3 separate regions of the Anas platyrhynchos genome follow, and regions 1 and 3 are each linked to region 2. Evidence: chromatin contacts called from public Hi-C data. All regions are on one chromosome and are shown on one strand. The core of a region is the stretch at or near the end of the contact, and the rest is flanking DNA. Distances in the headings are between cores, read along the strand shown. Region 1 has its middle 38 kb from the start of AKIRIN2. Region 2 overlaps RARS2 (arginyl-tRNA synthetase 2, mitochondrial). Region 3 has its middle 19 kb from the start of AKIRIN2.

Region 1 (3,263 bases), core at 107-2,606, 110 kb before region 2:
AGACAGTACCTTCCAGCTCTGCAAGCTAGAGCCAGCAGGCCCGTGGAATGATAAATGCTATCAACACTAAAATAATCATGTCCTTTCCCCACACTGAAAGCTAAAGTGGTGTAATCTCACCATAACAAACCCCGGTGGGAATGAGATGAATGCTCCCTTTGTGAAAGTACACATCATAGCGGGGTTCAACAATTTCCCAGATCAGAATAATGAGGAAACCTGTTATTTGCATAGGACATCGCTGTATTTTACTTCTGTGCTTTCATTTTAGCAACCTTTAAACAATTTCTAAAGAGAGAAGTTTCTAAACAATTTCCAAAGACAGAAAGCTGTACGTTTTTACATGCTAAACGCAGCGTGTTGTGAAAATAGCAAAAAGCATGACTATTGAATCCAGGTCACTCTGTGTGAACAGTCATTCTAATAGTCCTCATTACCAAAGAGAAAATTAGTTCTTGCTGTTGGAATTGTTATAAACGAGGGTTGTTAAAAGCTGAGTTTATTATTGTGAAGCTGGGCTGCATTTAAAAATGTTACTGAAAATTTTCCAGTCGCCTAATAATTTTATTAAGAACCACTTAAAAGATCAGCTGAAAATGTGGTAATGCCTGCATAACACAAACAAGACTTGCCCTTCAGCATGCACAGCTATTGTGGTTTTATATTGAAGGCTTATGTAAAGCAGACGTGGATGTTAGAGAGGCTGGTGACCTCCGTGCGAGAGCAGTGTTACTAACAGAGATCAGCCCCACCAATACGCCACTGATTTCTGGAAAGACAAAAAGCCTGTGGGATGAATATCCAGAGGGTTAAAGGGGACTGGAGCACACTGGGGACTGGCAATTCAGTTCCAGACAACTGCCTCAGTCCAGACCTAGCCACCAGTAAATACAACAACCAGGAAAGTTGTTGCCACCAAGTGGCCTGTCCGCAGGGACGTGCGTGATGGTTGAGTTGGTGCCCTCATAGAAAGCCCCTCTGGAGCCAGGAGGGGTGCAGCACCAATTTTTCTTCCCTTTGCAATGTGGGAATTCAGGATAACCCACTCACTGCAAAAACTTGGGAGCCCTGGGGTATACCCAGAGCTGCCAAGAGCTGCACTGGCATGGGCACAGCAGCACCGGGGTCCCTGTGTGGGGTGGACACCAGCTCTTATGGGTGGACACCAACCCAGCACCCAGCAATTCGGATGGCTCCACAGCGAAGACGTTGCCTGCTGTAAGGGATATGGCAGGGACAGCTGAGCAGGATTTCATTCCTTCAACCGGATGAGGAGAGGTCAAGACAGGCCACCGAACTCACCAGCTGATCTCAGCGGGGAGAGCCCCGCGGTGCTGACCGTCAGACACCGAGCTGCCCCCTCACGTCTGCGTCTAGGATTTCCTCGAGCCCTGAGTTATGCAAAAGGTCTTGCTCCGTTTCCCTCTATGGCTATCACGTCAGCTCGTGGGTAAATCGCCGTGACAATTAGGCAGAATAATGGGAAGACGTGACATATGTTTCTTTTATTTCAGCACCGTCTGCTGAAAACTGGAACGAAAAGGTACCAGGCAGCTTCTCCCGTGCCTTTGGAATTGCACAGAGGGTGATGCTGAAGCATTAAACAGGCAGAAATAATTATACTTGCACAGAGAAAATTAAAAACAATGGGAGAAAGTGTACGATTTTCTTTGTAGCAACCCTTGCCTGCAGCAGTTCTGTATGTTTCAGATAAATAGAGGAGACACTGTGAAACCTTTTGGAGGCTAATCAAAACCTCTAACACAACAATAAAATCTTCTCACAGCTGGAGCCAGAGAGCAGCATTAATATTTACTAACCATTGAGTATATTTACATGAAAGAGAGGATTCTAAGAGTATCTTCGATATGCAATTAAGGCACACACATGGGCTGGCAGGAAAATAAAATAAATCCCTTTTATCATGTCTGTGCTAATGTCTCCGGTAATGGACTAATAATTACAAACGCACTTGCAAGGTTCTTGCAATAGGGAGAGTTCTGCCGCAAACTTTATTCTCATCCGAGTTCATCTTGAACTCAATTGCAGTGCCTAAATTGTAGGACACAGAGGACCCAAACCCAAAGGTTTAATTTGGCATCAGCTGCGTCAACACACAGCTTGTCAACTAAGATACAGTGTGAGAGCTATGGAAATGTTTCACAAACACCCAGGTAACAGCAGCACATGGTTGGTGTTCTTGGACAGAGAAAAATGGTTTAGTGAGCAAAATACATCCCTTTTAACTGGGAAATGTGAGGTTATATTGCAGTAGGTCTGCCTCTTTAATTAAAGTTAGCCATGTGGTTTAACAGACAGTGGAGGAAAGCATTCATGGAGGAGGAATTGAGGCTTTGTACATCGTCACAGCTCTCTCCACATCACCTCCACCATCATGAGTTTTGCCAAGGAATGCTACACACTAGGGCTGCTCCATGCTAGGAATGCTAGGGAGCTGGTTGCATTTGTATTGCGTTTTTATCATCTGGCCTACCATATGTTAATGAGCTTGTTTGTACACATGGAGCGTATTAATCTACCTGAAAGTACTAGGTTGAACCAAACTAGTGATGTTTTGCATTGGGAAAAAAAATAAATGTGAAAACCTGGCTTGTAGATCTTGTCATCCAACCAATGACAGATAATTCATAAACATGTTTTCATACAAAATACATTGATTTAACTATAACAGAGCACATGGCTTAGGTTCAGTATCTCACAGTGAAATGCTCTGGACATTCATTTCCATTTGTGCCAAGAAGCACCCAACTCTAGGGATGTTCTGCTAAGAAAGGCTTTGCTGCATTAGGACCTCAGCTTAATCCTGTCACTCGAGGCATGCTGGTTTTCTTTGTTAAGTATTTGTTATTCACTTGAATTTGTGCTACAGGAATATCAATAGAATAGTCTGTATATTCCAGACCTCAAACCAGCCGAAAGATGGGAAAAGAAAATCACAGAATCACAAAATACTCTTGGTGTTCAGAGAATGAATGATTACTTACATCATCTTGCCTTGAAATGTTTTAAGTATAAAAAATAGGGCATTGGTCTTAAGAAAAACGATGATATTTGGTCTACTCTGTCCTTAGTGGTTCCTCCTGCATCATTCAAGCAAAATGCTGTCAAAAATACTGGTGGTGAAGTCCTGGGCTTGATCCCTAGGGAAAGGGTTACTAAAATGGAAAATGAACGAAATTTAAGCAACCAAATCACTTACCTTTTTTGATTGTTTCTCTCAGCTTAGCTAATGGAAAGTCACT
Region 2 (3,052 bases), core at 432-2,931:
ATTTCCTCCACAGCTTCTCTGTTCTGATCATGTTTCTGGTCAAACCGTAGTTTATAGCAGTTTCACTTTACTTAGGATTTCTTTTGTAAGAATTGAATACAGAATGAGTTTACATAAAATTAAATAAATTTCATCATTACGTATTTCATTCATTTTTACCCCATAGACATTATTTTTTATCACCAGCGCTTGCATAATGAATGTGGCAATGGCAATTAAGCAATAAAATGCAAAAGGCAAAGGGCTTCTCAGCTGACCTCATTCACTCGTTGGAGATAAATGGTACTCGTAAGTCTGAATACCAGGAAATTTAACACAAAGTTTCTAGAAAGAATAAGGATGACTGTGTGTTATTTACCTATATTCCTGTTGTCCAGAGCACAGCTGTTAAAAATGGTACCACTGACAGAGCAGTCCCAAGTGTAGCTTTCCAGATGGGTGCTCCCTTCTCTATTTGGGCTGGCTCAGCTCAAATATGTGCCAGGCTTTATAACAAATAACACAGTCATGCTTCACAGAATTATAGCAGAGGAATATTAGTATATTAGTCCTTTCCCAGAAGCGGTGCTATAATTAACAATCTGTCAGCATTTCCATTACAACTCCCATTGTTGAAGGCTCTAAAAAATAATAATTGAAAATGTGTTTTGCTGAAAAATGGCGGAGCAGTCCTCAAGCTTGAAGCAGTTTTGGGGCAGGTTTCTTCAGGTAACAAATCTCAGGCAGTCGTTCCGTCTGTCAGTCCATCCATCTTCCTGACGCTCTGCTCTTAATAAATTCTGAATGCATTGGGCAACCTCAGCCAGATCTGACAAAAAATATCCCGGAGAACAAAGTTCTCCTAGTTTTGTGACAGCTGGCGGACGTGTAGGGGTAGGAATACAATGTAGTGCCTTCGGGGAGAGAAAGTTAACTTCTGAGCTCAGCCTGTCAGCTCACCAGTCAGCACATCTCGGTCAAATTCAATCCCAGCTCGTGCTACGTCTTGCCAGTAATTGGGGAGTATAACAAATATTTAGGAGAAGACAGAGACATGTGGAAGGAAGTGTTTGGGGTGAATGAAAGCTGGAAGCCTTGCTGGGGGTTGGACTGTGAAAGCAGCATGGAAAAGTGGGGTGTGTAGGTACACTAAGAGAGATCATTAAGAAGCCAAGCCCATAGAGCCGGCTATCTTTAAAGAAACACCCTCTCAATAGGATCAGACGCATTTTGTTTCCTAAACTCTAACTTGTTTTTCCTATCTAAATCTGCTACAGCTTCTATCGCAGTCGTTGTTTTCGGGAGGGAAGTTCTGGAGATAGCGCTGTTTGCTTAGCTGCTAAGGGCTTTCAAAGGGGTGCCCGCATTCCTCAGATGCTGTCTTTATATCAGTCCAGGTCCTTGTTGGCTCAGAAGGAAGGGATGACCTTAAAAGCAGCCTCAGATAATCCAAGAGGCTATGGGGTTAATAAAGCTAGATTACGGAATGAATTAATGGGCTCTTTTGACTTAGACAATCAGTTGGGGGGTTGAATTTCTTGCCCTTTCAGATGGCTTTCAGAAAGTGCTGAAGCCAGATCAGATAATGTGAAGAAAAGCTGCACATTCTCAGCATTTAGCAAAAAGCTCCCTTCAGAGTACTGCATGAGTGGTATGTGAAATAACTGCGTTGTGTCCCAGTTTCTACTGTCCTTGAAGTGATAATGCTGCTAAGGGAGGAAGCCAAACAAGGGGGTTGATTATTCTGTTTGCTGGACAGTTTCCCCTGTATGGCTTTGTGTTTTCAGCTGGTCGCTGTGTAAAATATAACTTTATCTGCAAGTCTAGGAAGAAATTCCATTTATGAGGAATTGAAAAGTTGACATTGTATTTTATACTAATTTCTAGCTGTTAAAGCTTTTTTCGTACAGCAGAATAAAAGGCTATGCTTTTGATCTCTTTATAGCCTGCACTTATTACATTGTTTAGATATTTAGGCAATTTGTCTTATTACATAGAGTGCTACGACAGGGCTTGCTTATTAAAACAACTTAATCAGCAAAACAATACACTCTGGGCTGGGCTGTTGTCTAACTCTGTATTTAATTGTTTTTCAAGGTTTACTGGGTGTTGGTTTCCAACAGTTTGGCGATAAAGAGAAGCTAAAATCCAGTCCTTTACAGCACCTTTTCGAGGTAAGTTCAGAGAAGACCATTTGGGTACCTCAGAGGATAATCCATTTAATGTCACTGTCAGTTTTGTACAGGATGGTGCCTCTGCAGGGTCACGAGGGACTTGTGCAATCATGTTGTATTTAAACAACTTCATTGAAAGACAGCTGCCCGTGACAGCAGGGACAGGTTTCATTAGACTGAAAAATACACCTCCTAAGGGAGGGAATTGAATGGGTCCTCGGGTTGCATGGGGTGCTGCGACTGCCACAGCTTGACCAGTATCAGCTGTCCTAACTCGGCAGCGATGACCTCCGAGCACAGCTTTGGTGACTGCAGTGGGAAGGAAGTCTGATGCTGTCGTGTGCTGGTTACCAAAGCTGTGTTCAGTTACACTGAAAGAAGTGGCATATGTGGTATAAAAATGTTCTTGTTGCCAGTATTTTAGAACAAGTAATGTTTCATTTCCATTGCTCAGTACACAATTCACGATGGTTGGGGGCAGGTTATCTTTGAGGTGTTTTGGAGCTACTGTGGAGCCTTAACATACATACAGGTAAGGAGAAGAGACTGTCACTTTTCAGACTGCTGTTCCAGCCCTGCAGATTGTTCTTTCTTTCAGCTGTGTGTAAGACCCAGGACCATTAGAAGGTGCAATTTCTGTTGGCAGGTGTTAATGAAAAGCCTTCCAACAGCAGAGAAAGCTGTTTAATTGCAGGGGGGTGCTCTCTTGGTTGCCCACCATGCCTGCCTCGACACAGTGCAGGTGTCACAGTTTGCATTTCTGTGCATCAGGGACAAACGAATTCCCTGGAGTCTCCACACAGGCTGTCATAGTTTAACAAGTCTTCTTTTTACAGAACTGATAGGATTTTGGATGTTCATCCAGATAAGTCAGTATTTATTTCTTCCTTTTTACCAGT
Region 3 (3,333 bases), core at 394-2,893, 92 kb before region 2:
CAATCTGCCTCTTGCATTATTGCGATCCCTTAGCGTACGGTGAGACTGGTTGATTAATGGGTCTGTTCCAGCTTCCACTAGTCCTGCTCCCTGGGTATGTTCAGTGTTTCTGCTGCCTATACTTCAGTCCCGTCAGAGTGCAGAGTCAACACTGAGTGAGCTCTGATCCCCTCTGGGCACCCTGCTGAGAGCAAATGAGGACTAATGGGAGGAGTTTTTGGTTGCTGGTATACCCACTTACACTTCAAATCCCCAGAAAGCTTTAGATAACTAGGTTTTGATGAGAAATCAAAACCAAAACCCACATTGACCATGCACAACAGAATGAACAAATAAGGCCTGATTTCTTACGTGTCTCTCTGTCCCCCTTTCCTCTTCCCCACTGGGATCCTCTGGGATCCAGCAAGACTTCTCTTTCAGCAGAGGTAATATTTGAAGCATTACTCACTCTCCTCTACTCAGTTCCCAGTTTTCTGGAAATTTGATTTAACTTTGATGTTACCGAAACCTCTACACTTCAGTGACTCTTGGCTGGAGCTGGGCATCAGGGTCACAAGTCACTGGGAGGAACAAAGAGGCAGATACACAGGCACGGGGCATGAACTGTGAGCCAGGTTTAAAAAAATGTTCCCTTTATTATGATAAATGGAGCAGACTAATTTTGACGCAGGGAAGGGGGAATGGCTGTGGAAGCTCAGGGTGCTGTGGTGTCTCAGACAGGTATGCAGAAAGCCATCACTGAGCCTAACCTTGGGCTTCTCGCTTCTAGCCCTCTGCGTCAAGAAAACACAAACTAAACTTTCTTTTCCTACAGCTGTAGGGCTTGCACATCAGCTGGATGACTTCTCTGATAAAATGCATAGACATTTGTCCAGAGAGATCACAACCTCTTCTTCCAAAGCAAATCTCTCCCAGGCAGCCCATCTGACCTCGCTTCCACTTGGATCCGCTTCAGGTTTGGTCCCCAGCTTCAGCATCAATGGGAGACGAACCCTACATGCTCCTCGGGGTTTCGTGTCAGATCCCAGCACCTTCTAATTGCAGCTCACTGCTGCGTACAACGATAGAGGCTGGTGAGTAATGAGGGAGAGAAGATGTCAGACATGAATGCCCTTGAAATAGGCTATTCTAATGCTATCGTGTTGGGATCGGGAGAAGCGCATTATCCTCAAGTTTGTGTGAATGAACCAGGGCTATTTGGCAGCTCTGTAATTCATTCAGCTCTTTTTTTTTTTTTTTTTTTTTTTCTCCTCAGAGTAAAACACCAAACTCATTCATTATAGTTGGCTTCAGGGCTCTTGGGAGCCACCCTGAAAGCTCTCCATCTTCAGCATGGACAGCTAATCTGGACAAATAATTTCAAACAGTTTAAGAAACAGTTTGACCCCCCAAGGAAAATAACTGAAGGTCAAAGGGACATCTCGGTGTGTATCTGTGGAGAATATAAATCGAGTTGTTTATTCCTTCTCTCTGGAGCCCAGCAAGGTTCAAATTCAGTTTATAAGCTTATCACCAAAATTCATTTTATACAGTACCTTAAACATAAACTCCCACTCAGCCCGATCAAAGCTTTTCCAGCACGAAGCAGCTGAGCTACAATCAGTCCCCTTGTTCAGTTGGCCAAGGCAGGGTTCTTAATCAGTATAAAAACACGAGGAGTCAAATGGGAGGTTTTAATAAAACGGGTTTGATCGACTTCCAAGGAGGTGGCAGAGGTCTGTGGAAAGAAACATTCCTGCCAGCTCCTCCGAAATTCGTGTGAGCCCCGTGGAGTGCCAGGGAGTGAGAGGACCCTGCGGCTCGCTGGTGACTGCCCTCATTATCCTCGGCAGAGGGTGCACCCCCTAACCCTTCGCTCTAATCCACCTCCAGCCTCAACTCCTCGAGTTCCCTACTCCCGAAAACTCATTTATCTCGGCTCCTTCCACTGGAAAACAATCAAGCCCCTGGGCTTTGCCAGAGATCAAAGTGTGATTGCTCCAGTTGTCTCGGTTTCCAAATCTATTGCTTCTTTAGATGCCGTTGCTGCTTATTCAGACAAAGCAGCTCTGTGCTGAAAGTCCACAGCAGCTGCAGATTAGAGACTGGGCAAAGTATAGGAAGTGATGCATGCAGGACAGCACCCTTCTCTCTTCCTGGATGTTCGCTCAGTTGCTTAAGTGAGAGCTGAGGTACCCCAAGAGCACTGCAGGGACGTGGCTGTCCCCAGCAGCCTTGTTGGTGGCACTGCTACAACGCTCTTCCAAATGCAGGGCCCTGGGTGACAGCCTCTGCTTGGTGGTGATGCCACATGCACCCAGACGTGCCCTGCAGACCTGTGCATCGGGCTGGAAGCTCTTGCCCTCTTTTGAACCGGAGTTAACATCAGTGGGGATGCACCGATCACCCTGAGCACACAGGGAGATGGGTTTTGTCAGGGCCCAAGGCTTCGGTGTGGTTTGGGGTTGTCACAAGCTGGATCTCCTGCGTTACAACATGGAAGAATCAGGATAATGCCACCGCCCTGTAATCAACTCCCTGGTGATCTCCCAGCCTTTCTGAATTTTCTGTGCTACAAATTGTGTTATTCCAAAAAATTGCAAGCGCTGACTACCAGAAACCATTTTACTTCCCTAAGAATAGCTCAGATGTCTGTCTCTAAATGGCTAAAATAAAGATCGTCACAAAACATTCATGGCACAGAGAGTAAGAACCAGTGGGGAAAATGAGGCCTTAATGAAATAAAATGATTCTTTGGATTAGCTCTGGACTTCAAACATTTAGGGCCAGAAAATTAATATGAATTAAATTCCGATCCATGCAATTAAGTTACGGTAAGAGGGCAGCAAGGCCATTTTAGATTCATGTGCTGGTAAAAAGGAAAAGAAATAAGTAATGAAGATGTACTTCTGCATTCATGAGTCCTCTCCTCTCTCCAAAAGGCTGTCAGAAGGAGTTAGCAATAAAACCAATGTAACTGAGATTGTTTGAGCAAGATAGCTCGCTGACATGACCTATTCACACATAAAAGTCATCAGCAAACATTTCAGCCTAGAAAACCACTCAGATTTGGCAGGAAGACCTTTTCTCCCTTTGGAACTGTGCTTGAAACTAAGCATCCCTTGCAGGCATCAGCCTTGTTAGGTGCATTACTGCCCCAAGGAGTTTAATCACTGGAGTTGTAATCTCTCTTTGGGATAATTTGAGCAGATTCTTCTCTCCCTGAAGAGCCATTGGAAGAAATCTCTAGTTTCAGGAACTACATGCATCATCTCCATTTTTGAAATCACCTCTCTGTTCTATTTCTGTCTTTATGTCATCGTTATCACTTTCATAAATAGAGCAGAGTTTGCT

What was found. Hi-C and Micro-C count contacts between places; a contact is called where the count stands out from the background.
Region 1: a contact with region 2 is called in a Hi-C map of skeletal muscle, with 1.8 times the contacts expected there. The contact joins two enhancer-like sites. A contact is called at or near these places in 2 of 8 Hi-C or Micro-C datasets (skeletal muscle and subcutaneous adipose tissue).
Region 3: a contact with region 2 is called in a Hi-C map of small yellow follicle, with 2.7 times the contacts expected there. The contact joins two enhancer-like sites. A contact is called at or near these places in 3 of 8 Hi-C or Micro-C datasets (liver, skeletal muscle and small yellow follicle).

What each region holds. Positions count from the first base shown.
Region 1 is chr3:83,149,510-83,152,772 of IASCAAS_PekinDuck_T2T, forward strand. No RefSeq gene overlaps it. Among named protein-coding and RNA genes, the nearest start is that of AKIRIN2, 38 kb to the right of the region's middle. Within about 2 kb of position 1,357, at least 2 of the 8 cell types and tissues checked have an H3K27ac peak or open chromatin away from gene starts, as enhancers often do.
Region 2 is chr3:83,260,485-83,263,536 of IASCAAS_PekinDuck_T2T, forward strand. It overlaps RARS2 (arginyl-tRNA synthetase 2, mitochondrial), which reads left to right. Exons shown (of 22, transcript XR_011808467.1): 8 at 2,077-2,153. Among named protein-coding and RNA genes, the nearest start is that of ORC3, 15 kb to the left of the region's middle. Within about 2 kb of position 1,682, at least 4 of the 8 cell types and tissues checked have an H3K27ac peak or open chromatin away from gene starts, as enhancers often do. A contact at or near this core is called in small yellow follicle, where this site is marked.
Region 3 is chr3:83,168,883-83,172,215 of IASCAAS_PekinDuck_T2T, forward strand. No RefSeq gene overlaps it. Among named protein-coding and RNA genes, the nearest start is that of AKIRIN2, 19 kb to the right of the region's middle. Within about 2 kb of position 1,644, at least 1 of the 8 cell types and tissues checked has an H3K27ac peak or open chromatin away from gene starts, as enhancers often do. A contact at or near this core is called in small yellow follicle, where this site is marked.